2 separate regions of the Mus musculus genome follow, and region 2 is linked to region 1. Evidence: chromatin contacts called from public Hi-C data. All regions are on one chromosome and are shown on one strand. The core of a region is the stretch at or near the end of the contact, and the rest is flanking DNA. Distances in the headings are between cores, read along the strand shown.

Region 1 (5,183 bases), core at 1,695-4,194:
CTGCAGACTCACAGTTGAGAAGGAGACATGGAAGCTGCTTTTGCGGTGGTGGTGATAGCTGCAGACTCACAGTTGAAAAGGAGACATGGAAGCTGCCTTTGCGGTGGTGGTGATAGCTGCAGACTCACAGTTGAGAAGGAGACATGGAAGCTGCCTTTGCGGTGGTGGTGATAGCTGCAGACTCACAGTTGAGAAGGAGACATGGAAGCTGCCTTTGCGGTGGTGGTGATAGCTGCAGACTCACAGTTGAGAAGGAGACATGGAAGCTGCCTTTGCGGTGGTGGTGATAGCTGCAGACTCACAGTTGAGAAGGAGACATGGAAGCTGCCTTTGCGGTGGTGGTGATAGCTGCAGACTCACAGTTGAGAAGGAGACATGGAAGCTGCCTTTGCGGTGGTGGTGATAGCTGCAGACTCACAGTTGAGAAGGAGACATGGAAGCTGCCTTTGCGGTGGTGGTGATAGCTGCAGACTCACAGTTGAGAAGGAGACATGGAAGCTGCCTTTGCGGTGGTGGTGATAGCTGCAGACTCACAGTTGAGAAGGAGACATGGAAGCTGCCTTTGCGGTGGTGGTGATAGCTGCAGACTCACAGTTGAGAAGGAGACATGGAAGCTGCCTTTGCGGTGGTGGTGATAGCTGCAGACTCACAGTTGAGAAGGAGACATGGAAGCTGCCTTTGCGGTGGTGGTGATAGCTGCAGACTCACAGTTGAGAAGGAGACATGGAAGCTGCCTTTGCGGTGGTGGTGATAGCTGCAGACTCACAGTTGAGAAGGAGACATGGAAGCTGCCTTTGCGGTGGTGGTGATAGCTGCAGACTCACAGTTGAGAAGGAGACATGGAAGGCTTCTGTGACAACGCCCAACCCCCGACCCAAAAAAGTAACAGCCTAGACAGAAAGCCATCGAAGAGAACTCTTAAAACTACTGTGCTAAAGATGCTGAAGTGTAGCTCTCCACACTGACAGCTTCTAACAGGTCCAGGTGGGGAGGGACTCAGTTTCTTTAAGGGGCTGGCCACTGGGAGTTTGACCATGCTCCAGTGTATGGGCAACACAAATTGGACTCGGTTTTGTTTTCTCTCCTTTTGGGTTTTTTTGTTTTTTTGTTTTGTTTTGTTTTGTTTTTTGTTTGGTTGGTTTTTTGTTTTGGTTTTTCGAGACAGGGTTTCTCTGTATAGCCCTGGCTGTCCTGGAACTCACTTTGTAGACCAGGCTGGCCTTGAACTCAGAAATCCGCCTGCCTCTGCCTCCCGAGTGCTGGGATTAAAGGCATGCGCCACCACGCCCGGCTTTTGGGGGTTTTTTTTGAGACAAGGGTTTCTCTGTGTATCCTGGCCGTCCTGAAACTCAATCTGTAGATCAGGCTAGCCTCAAACTCACAGACATTCTTCTGCCTCTGCCTACTGAGTGCTAGGATTAAAGGTGTGCATCCCCACTGTTTGGCCCTTCTCGTTTTTTTTTTTCAGGGAATGGTAGGAGGTCACAAGGGTTGGGGGTGGCAGAGCTGGGGAGAATGGGAAGTGAGCGTGATTGGGGTGCGTGATGTGAAATTCCCAAATAATCACTAAAAATATTATGTAATAAAAAGAATAGAACTTGTGTGGTTGTGTAGTGAGAATGTCAGGGAGTTGGTGGAGGATGGGAAAAGCCTGGGAGGTTTAATCAGGAAAGGCTGGAGGGCCGCTTCTGACAGTGAGGGGGAGAGAGAAGTAGGCTCCTCCCACATCCTGAGTCCCGGCTAAGTGTGTGTGGTAGCTGAGAAGTGGAAGCTGTGGAAACAGAACAGGTATAGGTAAGCTTGACCTGGAGACTGCCTTCTTCCCTGCAGTAATGTACCCATACTGCTTCTGCTCCATCTGCCCACCCTCAGTACAACGCTCCACCGCTCATTGCTGACTACCAGACTCAAAGATCCAGATACAGAGTCATTTAACTGCTCAGTGCGTGTTCTCTCCTTTTCTGGGCTCTCCGATAGCTGGCTTCTTCCTGGTTCACCTCATTTTTAAGCCCCTAGAAGAGACATTAATTCCTTAGGCATTTTATTGAGATGTAAAATACAGGACATATGACTGTGTTATAAGTGTGGATTGTCTTCCACGAGTGGCATATGTCCAGGATGTGACAACCATCCTGGCAGAGGTACTCTCCCATCTCACTACCCAGAAGGCCATGCACCTAACATCAGCCACATGAAGAATATCATTGCCCACCTAGACCAACTCACAGGGACGGAGGTCGCCATCTGTGTACCTTGCTACAGTCCGCCATGTGTGTGTGACCACAGAGCACTTCTTAGCTGAGGGACCTGTGCATCTTTGATCCTTGCCCCGAGGCCTATGTCACCGAGACTGTGCAGAAGGGAGACCTGTCTTCCTATGGATCCAGCCCTGGTCTAATGCATGCCAGCCCCTCAGCAATCACTACTGTTCGCGTGAATGTTGTTCCGGAGAGAAAGGGGGCACTGCACCACAGACGAGCATGGCTAACTTGTTCTTCTTTCCCCAGGGGACTGTCAAACAACTTCTGCTATTCTCTGAGACCGAGGGGAGCCCCTGCTTCCTGGACGTCTGTGGGACTTTCCTGGTTGCAGGGACAGATTTAGCTCATTTTAAAAGTTTTGATCTTTCCAGAAGGTACAGTTTCCTTCCACACTCAAGTATTAAATGCTGTTTCATTTTTTAAGTTATGGGGCAATTTAGTAGACAGGAAATTGGAACAATGTCTTATCTCACATGACACCTTTTTTTTTTTTTTGTAAATTAGAAGAGACCTTTTATTGGTTCTAAGATGAACCTCCTTTTCCCTGGACTAGGGGGTTAAGTACACAGGTGAGAAGAGGTGAGCTGAACAGAACACTCTACAGTCCAGGGTCTCAGCAGTCAGAGAAGCTCATTTCTGTGACCAGCAGGAAGGTGCCAAGAGGACGCTGATGTCATTCTTCCTCCTCCTGTCCTCACACAGGGAAGCAAAAGTGCACTGCAGCTGCAAGAACCTGGCCCAGCTGGTCCCTGATGTGGGGAGCATCACTTCTCTGAGATGCAATGCAAATGGGAACAAGATCAGCATCCTCCTTAGCAAGGTAAGGCCAACATCCCTGCCGGCCTTCTGATCCATATGAAGGACCTCCGAGGATACGGGCTGTGCCTCTGGGCCCTGGCAGGACCTGACAGACATAGCTGTTTATTCTGTCTCCTCAAGTCTTTTAGGTCTTTATGTCTAACCTTCTCTCTAGCCCCTCCTTGCTTCAGATCCTTCCTCAGTTTCTGCCTTATATCAGCTCTCTCCTGCCTGCTTCCATCTTGGGACACACACACAGTCTGTTCTTTTGTGTGTGTGTTTGGGGTGTGAGGGGTGGAAGACAGGGAGGATTGTTGTTGATTCAAGACAAGGTTTGTCTGTGTAGCCCTGGCTGTACTGGAACTCACTTTGTAGACCAAGCCGGCCTCAAACTTGGAGATCTGCCTGCCCTTGCCTCCTGAGTGCTGGGATTAAAGGTGTGCACCACCACCCCTGATCCATACTCTGTTCGTATGTGCTCACCTGCACACACTTTCCATATTTCCTGCCCTTCTTGGTTTTCTTCGGAATCAGCCGTATCTTCTTTAGAGAGCTCTTTGTCCTTTTCTTGCTTGTCTTCTTCATCACCTAGCCAACATCACAAGACAAGACCACTCACCGGGCAGTGGTAGCGTTAATCCCAGCACTTGGGAGGCAGAGGTTTCTGAGTTCGAGGCTAGCCTGGTCTACAGAGTGAGTTCCAGGACAACCAGGGCTAAACAGAGAAACCCCTGTCTTGAAAAACCAAAAAGAAAAAGAAAAAAATGAAACCCTGTCTCCAAAAACAAAAGAAGAAGAAGAAAAAGGAGGAGGAGAATGGAGGAGGGAGTGGTAGGCATGCTAAGACAACAGCAAAAATGTCATTGTCACTTGTACTTTGGTGTCCCACTGACCCTGACCCTAACGGCAGCTTGGCTGGAACAGGGAGGACAAGTGGAAGTTGATAAAGTAATACAAAAGAAAGTAAGGACACAAAGTGGCGGCAGTGTGAGACCCATAGTGGAGAGTCCTCCAGACCTGGGCAGGGGAAGCTGGGACAGTGATAAGAGAATATCCATGACCCATAGAAACCCTGTGTGCAGAGGCTGGAGCCATGACTCAAAGGTTAGGACCACTTGTTGCAGAGGACCTGGGTTCTGTTCCAGCACCCACCTACTGGTTCACAATCATCCTTAACTCAAACGCCAGGGGATCTGACAGCCTCTTCTGACCTCTGTGGGCACCAGACATACATGTGCTGCACAGACATACATAGACATATGTGTAGTCAGTCACTCAGTAAGGGCAGACAGAATCCCCTGGACAGCTCTGCAGCAGTTGAGCCCAGACAACCTAGAGCAGCTGAACCTGAACCCAAGATCCAGTTGTTTTCTCTCACTTCCCTGGCCACTTCCCAAGCACTCTGATGAGGCGCAAGGTCCATGCAGTTTTCAGAGATAGCATAAAAGAACCCTCAGCTGGGGGCTGGTGAGATGGCTCAGTGGGTAAGAGCACCCGACTGCTCTTCCGAAGGTCCGGAGTTCAAATCCCAGCAACCACATGGTGGCTCACAACCATCTGTAACGAGATCTGACTCCCTCTTCTGGAGTGTCTAAAGACAGCTACAGTGTACTTACATATAATAAATAAATACATCTTTAAAAAAAAAAAAAAGACTAAAGTAGGGCATGGTAAAAAAAAAAAAAAAGAACCCTCAGCTGGGCCCTTGTCACTGCCTGTGCTGCCTCCTGGGACTTGGGCCAGTGTGTCTCCACCTCCTTCTTCCTCTACACAGCATTACTAGAGCAGTTACAGGCTCCGTGCGCCCTTGGGGATGCTGACATTTCTTTATCTTAAAATAGGGTCCCTAAACACTTGAGACAAGAGCCCGTGCAACATAAAGTCAACGCTTTAAGTGAGGGATCCGGTGGCACTTGGCACATTTGCAGTATAGTACAGCTGCCACTCCGGCTGCTTCTAAGAATCTTCGCTCCTGTCACCCTCAAGCCTGCTCACTGCCTCTGGGTTTTCTTGTTCTGGACATGTCATAAACTGTGTGGCCTTGTGAGTCTGGCTTCTCTCCCCCATGCCACGTTACAGGGCTCATTTACATTGCAGCACGTGTCTGAGTTGGTTTGGGCGGAC
Region 2 (5,183 bases), core at 703-3,202, 120 kb after region 1:
AGCTTTCGCTGGCCCAGACGTGAGGGCTGGCCCCCCAGCCTTGGACAGCAGTACCCCAGCCCCTCTGCACCTCCTCCCAGGGTCCCTGATCTCAGCCAAAGCCTTGCCCCCTAGGCAGTGCAGCAACAGGAGCAAATGCCCTCCCTAGGCTTGGCTGGTGTGGGGGCCAGACCCTTTGTCCTGGGCAGTTGGTTTCAGTCATCAGCACTTTCCCTATTCCCTGACCCTCCAGGCCTCAGACTTGCCCCACTCCTGGTTCCTTCTCCCAGGATGAAGTGTGTGTTATCACACCCCTTGTGGCTCACTTCTGAGAGCCAATAGAGTGTGTGTGAGAAAGACAGACGTGAGCTACTACTTACTGCTGTCTCTGCTCAGACTCTGAGCCCTTCTCACCCTGTGTCTGCATTGCTCACACAGCCAGGGGCTTCAGTAGCAGGGCATGGGGAGCTATACAGCCTGGAGCAGGCTCTGTCAGGGAACCCACATGTGCCACACATGCCGCCCTGCATCTTTGTCCAGAAGATGGGGAGACTGGTTCTGTACCTGGGGCTTGTGATCTGAAAATCACATGAAGACTGAAATTGAATTCACCAACATCTGCCCTAGGCTTTCAGACCTGGGGTCATGGCCCTGGACCACAGCCAGAAGGCAGGTCTTTTTGAGGCCCTTAGGTCCCTGGGGTCCATAGTAGCTTGCTTACTACTGTACTGTGTGGTATGCCCTTGGGAAGTGGCCTCCCAGGGCCTGGCCATCCTGGGGTAGCCCTAGGATGGATAGACCCGTGAGCACCAGAGCCAAGGAACTTCACCCCTGAACCCTGTGTTGTCAAAGCTGGCCCCACTGACATCCTTCACTCACCTTCAGGGTCTTCTCCCCTGGGAACTTTGTAAAGATAGTTGCAGTGTCTCTGGCACAAGTCTGTTATAAGGTCACACAGGGTCTTTCTTTGGAAAGCTGGCAGCTCCTGCCTTTCAGTTGTCCCTCCAAAAGAGCGGCTCTTCCTTCCATGAAGAGATGGGCTAAGTATGTTGAATCTGGAATGAGAAATGAGAGCCCCCTGTTCTCTGCCTTGGGCTCAGCATTCTGGGGAGTCAGGCACTCAGCATGGTGATAAACAAGTGCAGATGGCACTTTAAACAGTAGTTGCTGTCTGTGTCGGGCAGTGGTGCAGTTCTTGAAGAGTACTGCAGCCAGCCCAGGGCCCAGTGGGAGGGCCGTCCAGGGACTCTGGCCTTCTCGTCCCATCTCAGACTTGCTCTCAGACTCACTGCAGAGCATGGGTTCTGTGACCTGCTTGGATGGCATCCTGTCCTCAAGCCTGGCCACAGCAGGCTCTTCAAGAAGTTAAAACTGACCCATCTGGTATAGAGGTCCAAGTGACAACGCCAGGGGTGCTCTGGACCGGGAAGGGCCATTCCTAAAGTTGGACCCAAGGGGTGAAAAACACTGCACAGGGTCTCAAAGACTTGGTACCAAAAAAGGCACGTGCAATCTGTCCACGGCTATGCAGTCTGTCCACAGCTGTGTGCTGACTACATGCTGAAATGATATTTTTGGATATATTAGGTTAAATAAAACAATCAAAATTTGTCTCTTCCAGTATTTTTATTTTGACTCTTGGGAAGGCTGAAATCCCAGCGGCCTATTCTGTGGTGTCACCCTCTGTATCTGTGTCCCATTTGCCTAGGACCTTTCCCTCCTGCTTTGTGTGTGACTCAGGCCTGTGATGGTCCCTAAACAACCTCTTCACTGTGGCCATAACCCAGTAGCCCTAGAGCCAGGGGAGACTCTTCTGCAATGGGGATACTTCACTGACCCCCAAATCTTTTCAGGATCCAGAAGTTAGGGAGTCTGCAAGACAGGGCATATGAGGGTTCAGGTTCCACTGGCAGTTGGCCATGAAGTCATAGGGTTCTGGTGAGAAAAAGAAGGTTCCAGAATAACTCAGCTGTACCTGCCTCCGTCAGGATTCACTAAAGAGGCAAGGTGGAAGGGCAGGAGCCACTATATACCTCCACTACTGCTCTCTGGGCTCCACAGCCTCTCTCCCTGACTCACCCCCTGAAGGTTCACAGTCTCCATTCTCGACCCTTGTCTTCTCCCCAAGATTCAGGCCTTCCCTCTTGACCCTCGAGTCTCCTTGCCTGCTCTGTGGCCCAAAGCCTTCTCTTCTGTCCCTCAGCCAATCCCCAGCTCCTGCAGCTTTCTGCCTGGATCACTTGCTTCTCTCCAGCTAACCACTCGGCCACCCTGGCCTGGTGCCCAACCTTGGGCAGCCACAGGGGCTCTGATAACCGTTGTCTGAGCTATAGGTGGTGGCCGCTGGTGAAGCCATGTCAGGTGAGCAGAAATGAGGGGTATACAGAGTAGTCCTGCTCTTAGACCTCACAGGTTCTCATGGAGCTGGCGAGGTGGGACCTCTCCCCTACTCTGCTTCCTAGGACTGTGTGTTCTCCCCCGGGACACTCAACCCCTCTTACCTGGACCTCCAGAAGGGCTGATCTATATGACCCAGAGATATGAGTCCCTGAGGTCAGGGTGACAGCAAGCAAGATTATAGGCACTACTACTGTCCTTGTGCACAAGCTCCAAGGTATCTCCTTCCAGAGCCAGCAGACGGCCCCTCACTAAGGCTTTCACCTTCACACCTGAGCACTGTCACACTCGAGGACCTGGAGCTGCTCTTAACAGAAGGCCTAGTCAGTGCTGAGACCTCAGAGAGAGATGAGTGCAGTGGCCGGGCGTCCGGCTCCTTGGTCCCTGAACAGGACACCTCTAAGCTGTGGAAACAGCTGGAGCAATGGTGAGCCTCACAGTGGATAAGAAAAGGGAGATGATAAACTGAGTGAGTTACCTCCAGGAGAGGCACAGCTTGACCCACCTGCTCTGGCCCTAATCAGGGTAGCTGAGCTGCAGGCTGAGGTGGTTCGTCTGAGGGGACACAAGGAACGCTGTGAGCATGCCACATTGGGCCTGCTTCGTGAGCTGTTGCAGGTTCGTGCCCGTGTGCAGATGCAGGCCTCAGAGCTGCGCCAGCTGAGGCAAGTAGTACAACAGGCAGCCTGGAGCCCAGAGAAGGAGGAGCTAGAGGTGAGTCCCTGGGTAGAGCAGCAGGTAAGAGTGAGCCACCCTTTTCCTGATGCTTGGAACACACACTTCCTGGATCCTGACACTGCTGTCCCCAGTCGTTTCAAGCTCTGGATCCAATGTGTCCTGTTGCATCTGTACTGCTTGGTAGGCACAGATTGAACCTGCCTAGCCCTCATTTCCTCCTCTTTGCAGTTATCTGGGCCCCAGAGCCAGAACCAGATGCAAACCCTGGATAAAAGGTACAGAGAGAGAGAAAGAGAGAGAGAGAGAGAGAGGGAGGGAGGGAGGGAGGAGCTGGGACCCATGCTTCCCTGCAGGAGCTGTCATTAGGGCCCACATGGACCTCATTTAAGTAAACAATAACTATAATAGTCCAACTCGGACTGGCTCTGCACACACTGGGGTGGGAGACTGGTTATGTGTCCCCATGGTCAGACCTGCCGCAACAGATGCTGCCTGGCTGCTCTGGGGCTAGCAGGGCAACTCCTTCCACCAGGCTGGTGGAGGTCCGGGAGGCTTTAACACACATCAGGAGGAAACAGGCTCTACAGGACTCGGAGCGGAAACATTCCGAGCAGGAGATAAACCTCAGGTGGGCCAACTTCTTGGACTACCTTGAAACCAGTTTTGTGTACACACTGGAAATCTCGGGCCAGAGCAAGGCTGAGGTCTTCCGTCCTGAGCCCTTAGTGCCCCCAGGGGAGCATCCTGTAACATGAATGCTGCACTTCTGACAACTGCGGCCCCACCTGCCTTCTCTCTTTCATTTGGTGCCTTGCCCTTACTAGGGATCCCCAAGGTCTATTTCCATGTGTCACCTGGGTGGATTGTGTACTCCATCCTGAGAAGGACCTAGGGCCCCCAGGATTCCCTAGCTGAGTTGGTGTTACCACACCTACTGCCTCTAGGCTGACCAACCTGACTGGCATGCTGAGCCAAGAGGAGCAGGGCCGGGAAGCAGCCTGCAGTGCCTTGCAGAAAAACCAAGAGGACACCAGCCAAAAGGTGGACCTTGGGTTGGCCAAGATGCAGGTACCTCCTGGAAAGCCAGGCCTAGCCGAGGCAGGAGTCATCACCAGCACTCTGTAAGACACCTCCAGTGTCCCTAGCCTCTGGCCTTGTCATCAGTGTCTCCCTTCCTGCAGTTGCTTGCTTCAGGGTACAAGGATAGGCTCACCAGTCACCCCTGTCTGATATGGTTGCCTCTCATCCCAGCTGTATTGCCCACTCACTGACCTTAGCTGCAATCTTAGGCACTGAAAACTCACTTCTACTGTCATGTAGCCAAGTGTCAGTTCCCTTGCTGCAGGTTTGGGGAAACCCACCCACCATCTCAGCTGGACTAACAGAAAGGGACAGCTGGCCCTGAAGCTCTGCCACAGCTGCTTTCAGCTTTAGCATTTATCTCAAGTAGGACTCACAGATTCCCAAGGCAGCATGTTCTCCTTCCACTGGGGACCCTCTAGAGGGGTCTCTGCATGGCGGTGGCGACATATACCTTTAATTCTAGCACTCAGGAGGCAGAGACAGGTGGATCTCTCCGTTCAAGGTCAACCTGGTCTACAGAACTGGTTCCAGGACACCAGAAAAAAACCCTGGCTTGAAATAAAAAGATTAGATAGATAGGTAATTAGATAGGTAAGTAATAGGTAGATAGGTAGGTAGGTAGGTAGGTAGATGGGCCTCTGCTTCTACATGGAGCTTAGGAATGGTTGGTTACACATGCCTGCCACCCAGCTTTTGGCTCTATAAATGTAGACCAGGGACTACAGCTGCTGTTCTGTGTGTAGGCTCCTCACAGGACAGAGTGGGCAGGATATACTGGATATTCCAGCTGTTCCAGCATAAGTCTGCTGCCCAGAAGTAGTGGCCTTCACCTCTGGCTGCTGGGAGTTAATGCACTGCCATCATCAAGAGCATGGAAGCCTTGGGCTGAGGATCCCTCACATGCTAGGCATGGGGGATACGGCTCTAATCGGGCCCTTCGAGGGTTCTTTGACATCAGTGTCAGGACTTTACATGCCACTGCCTGTTTTTGTAAGTTTTATTAGCATAGAGCCATGAACATTTGTTTAACATAGTGACAGTCGAGA

What was found. A called contact is a pair of places that touch in the nucleus more often than the background predicts.
Region 2: a Hi-C map of bone marrow-derived macrophages shows a contact between it and region 1, with 1.6 times the contacts expected there. The contact joins the promoter of Ccdc154 here to the enhancer-like site in region 1. A contact is called at or near these places in 2 of 39 promoter capture datasets (the 3T3-L1 cell line and hippocampal neurons), 1 of 15 datasets of contacts at CTCF or cohesin (pro-B cells), 10 of 484 Hi-C or Micro-C datasets (the AML12 cell line, the Ba/F3 cell line, CD4 T cells and 5 more), 1 of 115 datasets of contacts at active chromatin or transcription factors (embryonic stem cells) and 4 of 9 other capture datasets (adipose tissue, embryonic stem cells, liver and 1 more).

Annotation. Positions count from the first base shown.
Region 1 is chr17:25,042,542-25,047,724 of GRCm38.p6, forward strand. Ift140 (intraflagellar transport 140) reads left to right here. Exons shown (of 30, transcript NM_134126.3): 13 at 2,508-2,635; 14 at 2,964-3,081. Among named protein-coding and RNA genes, the nearest start is that of Ift140, 29 kb to the left of the region's middle. Within about 2 kb of position 2,945, at least 42 of the 459 cell types and tissues checked have an H3K27ac peak or open chromatin away from gene starts, as enhancers often do. A contact at or near this core is called in bone marrow-derived macrophages and pro-B cells, where this site is marked.
Region 2 is chr17:25,160,509-25,165,691 of GRCm38.p6, forward strand. Ccdc154 (coiled-coil domain containing 154) reads left to right here and starts at 1,953. Exons shown (of 17, transcript NM_001079929.2): 1 at 1,953-2,340; 2 at 2,608-2,803; 3 at 2,901-3,090; 4 at 3,283-3,329; 5 at 3,587-3,682; 6 at 3,999-4,122. The coding sequence starts at 2,334. It overlaps Clcn7 (chloride channel, voltage-sensitive 7), which reads left to right. Exons shown (of 25, transcript NM_011930.4): 25 at 1-1,595. The coding sequence ends at 23. It overlaps Mir12188 (microRNA mir-12188), which reads left to right; the gene lies at 1-68.